Regions from separate parts of the Mus musculus genome. Here region 2 is linked to region 1. A link is a contact called in public Hi-C data. All regions are on one chromosome and are shown on one strand. The core of a region is the stretch at or near the end of the contact, and the rest is flanking DNA. Distances in the headings are between cores, read along the strand shown. Region 1 overlaps Lrch3 (leucine-rich repeats and calponin homology (CH) domain containing 3). Region 2 holds the start of Lmln (leishmanolysin-like (metallopeptidase M8 family)).

Region 1 (3,899 bases), core at 607-3,106:
AGTTGAAAACTAAAGCAACTGAAAACAAGCACCCTGAATGGAAGGGTCAACACCAGATGGAGGGTAGAGAAGAGGTAGGGTCAGAGGGGTGGCTTAGTGGTTAGAGTGCTTGCTGCTCTAGGAGAGGACCTAGGGTCAGTTCCCAGCAGCCAAGACAAGCGGTTCACAACGAACGACCTGGAACTCCAGCTCCAGAGGGTTTGCAGGCTTCCAGCCTCAAAGGGAACCTGCACTCCTGTGCACAGACAGACAGACAGACAGATACACACAATTAAAAATAAATCTTTACAACAGGCAATGAAATGAAATGAAATGAAATGAAATGCAGAACACTAGAAATTCTCCATTTAGAATGACAGAAAATGGGGAAAAGAGAGAGAGAGCTCTGACACTGAGTCCTTGCACGTCCTTAGGGTTCTGTGAGGAAGGGAGGGTAGGCCTAGAAAATCCTTATTGGAAGTAATAAATGTAGAGATGAGACACACTAACCAAAGCACCCATTTTAAAAAGAAGAAAAATGATATTAAGATATGTCATATCAAGCTGTGCGGGCGTGGTGGCCACGCCTTTAATCCCAGTACTCAGGAGGCAGAGGCAGAGGCAGGCGGAGCTCTGTGAATTTGAGGCCAGCCTAGAGTAAGTTTCAGGACAGCCTGGGCTGATACATAGAGAATTCCTGTATCCCCTCCAAAAAAGAACATATGTCATATCTGGACTTCTGAAAGCTGAAGATAAAGAAAAAAAATCTTGAAAACAATGAGAAAGAACAAAAATGACAGTAAATACCACACTATGAACCACAGTGAACAGAGAAAGTAGAGCATCTTTTAAGATGCGGAAAGAAAACAATACTCACCCAGAATTGTATCTAGAAAAACACCCTTCAGGAATGGAAGAGAGAAACCAAGAGGTCTTCAGACAAGACAAGCTAAGAGAACTTGTGGTCAGCAGAGCTAATCTAAAAGGATAACTAAAAGCAGTGCTCTAGACAGAGAGAAAGCACTACAAGAACAAACAGTAAAACAGAAAGACAGACTCCAGAGTGTATCAGCTTGCCAGGGCTGTGGTTTCAACAACCAGAATTTATTTTCTCTTGGCTCTACCTTTAAAAGCCAGGAATGGTAGCACATACCAGTGATCTCAGCACTCAGGAGGTGGAGGCAGGAGGATGGAGTTCAAGGTCATCTTCCAAGAAGTAGCAAACTAGAGGCCAGCCTAAGCCACACGAAGCTGTCTCAACAACAGGCAGGGCTGGGGTGCAGCCCAGATAGTACAGTGTTTGCCTTGCATGCATGTTCAAATCCCATACACTCTGGAGGCAAAGGCAAGAGGATCAGAAGTTGAGAGAAATACACAAACTACACATCAGGTTGGAAGCCAGGCTGGGCTATAGGAGACACTGTTTTAATATCAGTTAGAAGGTTTGGGGACTTGTTTCTTGTTTTGCTGTCATACTGCTATCTTTTCAGAGTTTCTTTTGTTATAAATCCCTGTCCTTGGTGTCACAGATATTCTTCTAATACAGACTTTCAGTCTATGTCACCCAAACTAAGAGCCCAGGACAGTTCTCTGAGATAAATTTAGTTGTAGTTCTGTGTCTAATTTTTCATTTCTCTACATAAATTTCCTTATAACATTTTTTCATAGCCTAGTTTTATAAACATGCACCAAAATTTTATCCGCCCACATACATTTCTCAGCACCCCACTCACAGGATTCGTGGAAAGTACAGCTGTGAAAAAGAAAGAAGGCTGTTTTCAAGCATGGTTGATTTTCTGAGTGAATGAACACAGACTCATAATGTCCCAAAGCAGGTGACCTATGAACTGAGTGTGTGAGCACATGCCCACAGTGACAATAATCTAAACTGCAAGCATGAAATTATGAAACTAGATACTTCAACTGGTAGGAAGCCTAAAAATAACCAAAAGAAAGAATTTCCCTACAACTTTAAAGAGAGAATCCTCAGGGCCAGAGAGATGAGAGTGGGTAAAAGCACGTACCACGAGGCTGGAGGACCTGAGTTCAATCCCCAGGACCGACATGGTAGAAGAAGAAAACTGATCTTACACACACACACACACACACACACACACTTACTTTATCCTCATTTCCTCAAAAAAAAAAAACAAGGTAAAATAAAAAATATCATTTAGGAGGCAATTAAATTATTAATAAGAAAAATAAATGTCACCAGGCAGTGGTGGTGCACGCCTTTAATCCCAGCACTTGGGAGGCAGAGGCAGGTGGATTTCTGAGTTCGAGGCCAGCCTAGTCTACAGAGTGAGTTCCAGGACAGCCAAGGTACACAGAGAAACCCTGTCTCGAAAAAACCAAAACCAACCAACCAAACAACCAAACAACCAACCAACCAACCAAACAAACAACAACAAAAGGAAAGACAGAGAAAAAGAAAGAGAAAAAGAAAAAATACCTTCAACAAAGCACTCTGGGAGAACAATACCACTTAGCAGCAATAGCTCAGTAGAAGAACAAGTGCCTAGCATATACTAGAACTTGGATTCTAGCAATATAAAAAGAAAGAAAAGGTAGGAGGCAGAGGCAGGAGGATGGCTACAAGTTTGAGGTCCACCTGGATTCCACAGTGAGTTTCAGGACACACACCAGACTCTATTTCAAAAAACACAAACTGAAAGAAAGAAGAAAGTACCAAGCACATAAAAATAATGGCATCTTTGTTACTCTATTCCGTAAGGCTGTAATCTCCAAGTATAAAACCTCTTTATCAAGCAGACGCTGCACAGAGGAGAAGGCTACTTGAGGTTAATGTTACTGAAAGTCGAACTTAAACTCTTTGAACTCAAAGTCAAAACAAAAATATTCTAATTCTTGTATACAAATCACTATTCTATACATGATTTTTCAAATATATAGTCAAAGCTGTAGTTTAAGCTTTGTAATTCCAGCACTGGGAAAGCAAGACAGGAAAATCATGAGTTCCAGGTCAGTCTGGGCTACACGGCAAGTGTCATGCCAGTATGGGACACACAATGAGACCCTGCTTAAAAACTATCAATAAGTATAGGGAATGGTGATGCGTGCATGAAGCTCCAATACCCAAGAGACAGAGGTATGAGAATCAAGAGTTTGAGGTTAATCTAAACTACATGAGACCCAGTTTCAATAGTAATGAACATGATGATGCCAAAAACCAACTATGTACCTCCATAATGCTAGACAAAACCAGGGACTGTGTAAGGGATACTATCCAATAAGATACTGTGATGGTCAGCTTGACCAGATTGAGAGATAACTAGAAAACCTGCTAACATCAAAGTGTTATCTGTCAGGCTATTTGCACTCGAGACAGCAAATTATAGGAAGAGACCAACTAAGGTCAAATGCCTTGTCCAATGGCATGGGAGCTTGGGAAGAACATATAAGACAGAGGAAGTCACTTTGGTAGGCCAGTTCAATTTTTCTTGAGTGGGTACAAACTTCTGCTGCCGCCATTGCTTTGAGAGGGGACATCAGACTCCAGCTTCTTTAGCCTTTGAACTGAATTCATACCAGTGACTCCTCAGGGAGCTTCCAGCTTCTTAAAACTGAGTAACTACTGCTTTCCCTTGCTCTCAAGATTGCAGATGGCCACGGTGGAGTCTCCAACCTCTAATTGTGTAAGCCAGTGTAATGAATCCCCTGTATAATTACATATGCATTCAACTGGTCCTCTTCCTCTAGAGAACCTTGACTAACACAGATCCTATCATTACTTCATCTTTCTTCACAGATGCTCTTACTAAGTATAACTTAAGATGTATAGGGATTATAGGTTAAGTATCTATGTTATGCTTATATGCTACTATGTCACCAGGCTAGATTTCCCTTTGCATTTTGAGACAATATGGTTTGAGTATGGTGCTTGTAGTAGGTCCATG
Region 2 (3,899 bases), core at 1,025-3,524, 130 kb before region 1:
CAGACAGCCTGCCTGCAGTCTTCCTCCTCATGGGCAGGCGACAGTGCCCTGTGGCTTTGGTTGTGCTCAGCTGCTGCTGTTACTTTACAATGCTGGAGGCTAACCCGGGGCTTTGGGGTCATACGTTCTATCAGTGGACTACAGCCCCACGATGCATTCATTAAGTTGAGCGTATATTGGGTGTCTTCATATGCAAGGCACCGTGGCAGGTACTTGGATACATGTATGACATCTACATTGCCTTGAGGTAATGAAGACGGCTGAGTCCGGTAATTCCTAATAAACTGATTCAAGGTCACAAACAGAAGGCACGAAAGTCAACTTTAGAGGAACAGGTTAAGGAGAGATGTTGTGGAAAAGGGGCTATTTGAGAAAAGTTAAGAGAAACATAGCTTATTCCCTCTCTGACTTACATACGCACTAGACCACATACAGACTGCAGAATCCAGAGCACCAAACTCAGCACTAGCATACAAAAGTGGAACTGCTAGCTTCTAGGAATGGAATGGCAGCGTCATATAGATAATATATATTGTCAAATTTGGAAGAACTATTTAAAACCAGTTCCACTTGAAGCCAAATGTGGTAATCCACCCCTATAATACCAAGACTTGGGAAATGAAGGCAAGTAGAGGCTACAGAGTGAGTTCCATGCCAGCCCGGGCCTCAGGAGACCCTGATTCAGAAAACAAAACGACTAAAGAATACTAGTTGAAGGCACTAGAGGAGAAAAGACACAGCTTGCAAGGTCTGCTTTTGAAATACAGGAACGGTGCCTCTGACTTGTAAGGCCCCCTTTTCCCAGGGGTTTTGTGCAGGAGGCAGAACACAGAGCATTACGGGCTTAATGAGAACACATGTTCAGACCTTACAGTAGCACAAGGTAACGGGGAGAAAGACTGCGAGGGGGAGGCTCACAGTGGCCACTACCTAATGAAAACTTAACAGTTACGAGACCCAGCAGAAGAATGTGATGTGTGCTGAGGGAAGAGAGCAGGGAGCAGAAACCACCTCTTCAGCCCTGAATTGAAGCAACTCCCTTAATGCGACTGTCATGTGCTCACTGGGCTTACAGGGAAATGAGCGTATAATAAGGTGTCGAGGAAGGCTAGCAATAACAGAAAGAACCAAACGAGGGGGAGGGGTGTGTGTGTGTGTGTGTGTTAAAAGAACACCAACAAAACAAAAAGCTCACTGGAGAGGATAAACGATGAGCAGAGCCAGAAGTGATATCATACTTCTACAACCCCAGCACTCTGGAAACTGAGGCAGAAGGATCTCAAATTCCAGGCCAGCCTGAGCTACACAGTAAGTTCAAGGCCAGTCTGAACACTGCAAGGCAAGGCTGAAAGCTACGCGTAGCACAGAAGAGAACCTGGTTCAATGCCAGAATACAGATAAGGCCTCCAGACGAAATGGGAAGAACGCTCTACTGGGGAGGTTTTGGTAGGCAGATCTGAGTGAACCGAGACTACAAGAATTTATAAAGACTGAGAGAGAGTTGAGGTGAAAGGAGGTGCAGACTTTACAGAGCAGAGGGGATGGGATAAAGGCAGCAAAGCCATAACTAACTAGAAAACGAATCCTGAACTTTGGTCTCCTGAGTTTTCTCAGTAGTAGCCTTCCTACCAACAGCTCTGTCTGGTTCTCCCTTCAACTGTTTCTCAAGTCTTCGGATAAGAGGTTCTCGGTGTGGTGCTTAAGTAAGCAGCATCAGTATCTAGGAATCCGAATTGTGGGGATGCATGCCAGAGCTCCTGAGTCAGAAAGTGGGGGGAGCGGGGCGGCAATCTGTTCTAACAAGCGCTTCGATTATTCTGATGCTCGTCCAAGTTTGTGGTACTACTGGCTAAGCGGAACGGGAGGGGACAAGTGCCTAACTCAGCTGCTCTGCAGGCAGCAGGGGCTGACGGCGGGTCCCGCGGGTCCGGCGGGTCCTGCGGGTCGGGCGAGGGCTTTCTCCTGCAGAGCACCTGCAGTCCGCCATCCGGGACGCCACACCCTCCACGTTACTCCAGCCACTCCCTCGCCCGGCCCGTTCGCGCCCCGCTTCGCCCTACCTCAGTGTCCGAAAGGACGTGATGGCGACACGGAGGCGAAGTGCCCAGGGAGACGGGAGCAGCTCCGGCACCGGCCGGGAGCCCGCCCAGCACAAGCAGGACGCCTCGCACCCACAGGCAGCCGCCCCAGCGGCCTCGCGGCCCTGGTCCCGGGCCGCCCGCTCCTCCAGACCCAGCGGCCGCCATCTTCGGGCCGGCGTCGTTACCATGGAGTGCGACGCCTCCTCGCCGCCGCCCGCCCTCGCCGCGGACAGGTGGCGGGCCGTAAGCCGCCTCGCCATTGGCCGGCATTACGCCGGGTCCGGCGGAGGACGAGGGCAGCGGCGACCGCGGCGACGCGCGGAGCTGGCCAATGAGCGCCGCGGGGCAGCCCACGTGAACTGAGCTGTGGGAACCCTGGGCTAGCGGGGATTAGTGCAAAGCGGTCGGGCGTGCGGAGCGGCGCATTCAGAAGCTGCTGCTGCCACTTCATTCCGTAGCAGCTAAGCGCTCGGCCCACAGCTGGTCCTGTGAACCAGACCCTTCAGTCCACTCCAGCACCATCACGTAACTACCAAAGCTATTTGGACAGCCAACTAGGGTTATGGTACATATGTGACAGCTTGTCTACCCACTACACAGGGAAAGTTAGAGAGCCCCGAGCTACAAGGTTGAAGTCTGCGCAAAGGTCACTTGCCATAGCATGTGTAAGTCATTCCTTATACCTTAAAGGAGTCTCAACCTTTCTCTGCTTACCGCAAATACTTAATTCCCAACATTGGCTCAACTTTGTAAACATAACTATTCAGCTTCCAAAGCCCATCCCGCCTCTTTTTTGTTGTTGTTACTGGGTTTCTCTGTGTATCCCTGGCTGTCCTGGAACTCACTCTTGTAGACCAGGTTGGTCTCGAACTCAGAAATTTGCCTGCCTCTGCCTCCCAATTGCTGGGATTAAAGGCGTGTCACCACTGCTGGGCTTCCTAACTACTTTAAAGATGGAATTCTAGAAATTGTTTAAAGCAGCACTTATTGTCCATTCAATTTCAGTTCTCAAAATTGCAAACCCCACCTCAGTTTATGGTGATTTGTCAAGATAGATCTGACACCCTCTTCTGTATCTAAAGACTACAGTGTACTTACATATAAATCTTTTAAAAAAAAAAAATCCCGCCGGGCGTGGCAGTGTACTTACATATAAATCTTTTAAAAAAAAAAATCCCGCCGGGCGTGGTGGCGCACGCCTTTAATCTCAGCACTCGGGAGGCTGAGGTAGGTGGATTTCTGAGTTCAAGGCCAGCCTGGTCTACAGAGTGAGTTCCAGGACAGCCAGGGCTATACAGAGAAACCCTGTCTCGAAGAAAAAAAAAAAAAAAATCCCAGCGGAGTACCTAAGACCCCTGTGCCGCTCCTTTCAGACACCTAACCTTTCCAGTGGTCACTGCTGACCACATAACTGACACACAAGTAGCTTTTGGGGAAAACAATTTAGATTATAATAAATCCAAGACTGACACCCCTAAAAAGTAGTTTCCAATATTAAGTACATAGGAATCTAGTGAGCTAACCTAGTTGCTCTTTATTACTCCTTTGGAGACCACTCACAACCCAGCAAGGAACACTTTTCCAAAAGTACAACTTGCAATGCCAACTTCGCTTTGAACTAACCAACCTTTCTGGGAACTGCCTTGTGCCCTCTGATGCAGTTTTCCCCGCAATAGTTGCAGTACCATCATCTTGGTGGAAAGGACTCAACCATTTTTTGGGGTGTGGGGGTACCTCACTATAGACCAGGCTGGCCTTTAACTCAAGAGATTTGACCACCACTGCCTGGCCATTTCTTTAATAGCTCAGGCTCTGTAG

What was found. A called contact is a pair of places that touch in the nucleus more often than the background predicts.
Region 2: a contact with region 1 is called in a Hi-C map of muscle stem cells, with 2.3 times the contacts expected there. The contact joins the promoter of Lmln here to the enhancer-like site in region 1. A contact is called at or near these places in 1 of 39 promoter capture datasets (macrophages), 1 of 484 Hi-C or Micro-C datasets (muscle stem cells), 1 of 115 datasets of contacts at active chromatin or transcription factors (embryonic stem cells) and 3 of 9 other capture datasets (adipose tissue, liver and pancreatic islet).

The regions. Positions count from the first base shown.
Region 1 is chr16:32,932,563-32,936,461 of GRCm38.p6, reverse strand. All of the region lies in intron 1 of Lrch3 (leucine-rich repeats and calponin homology (CH) domain containing 3), which reads right to left. Among named protein-coding and RNA genes, the nearest start is that of Lrch3, 20 kb to the right of the region's middle. Within about 2 kb of position 1,856, at least 54 of the 459 cell types and tissues checked have an H3K27ac peak or open chromatin away from gene starts, as enhancers often do. A contact at or near this core is called in adipose tissue and muscle stem cells, where this site is marked.
Region 2 is chr16:33,060,896-33,064,794 of GRCm38.p6, reverse strand. It overlaps Lmln (leishmanolysin-like (metallopeptidase M8 family)), which reads right to left and starts at 2,274. Exons shown (of 17, transcript NM_172823.2): 1 at 2,061-2,274. The coding sequence starts at 2,246.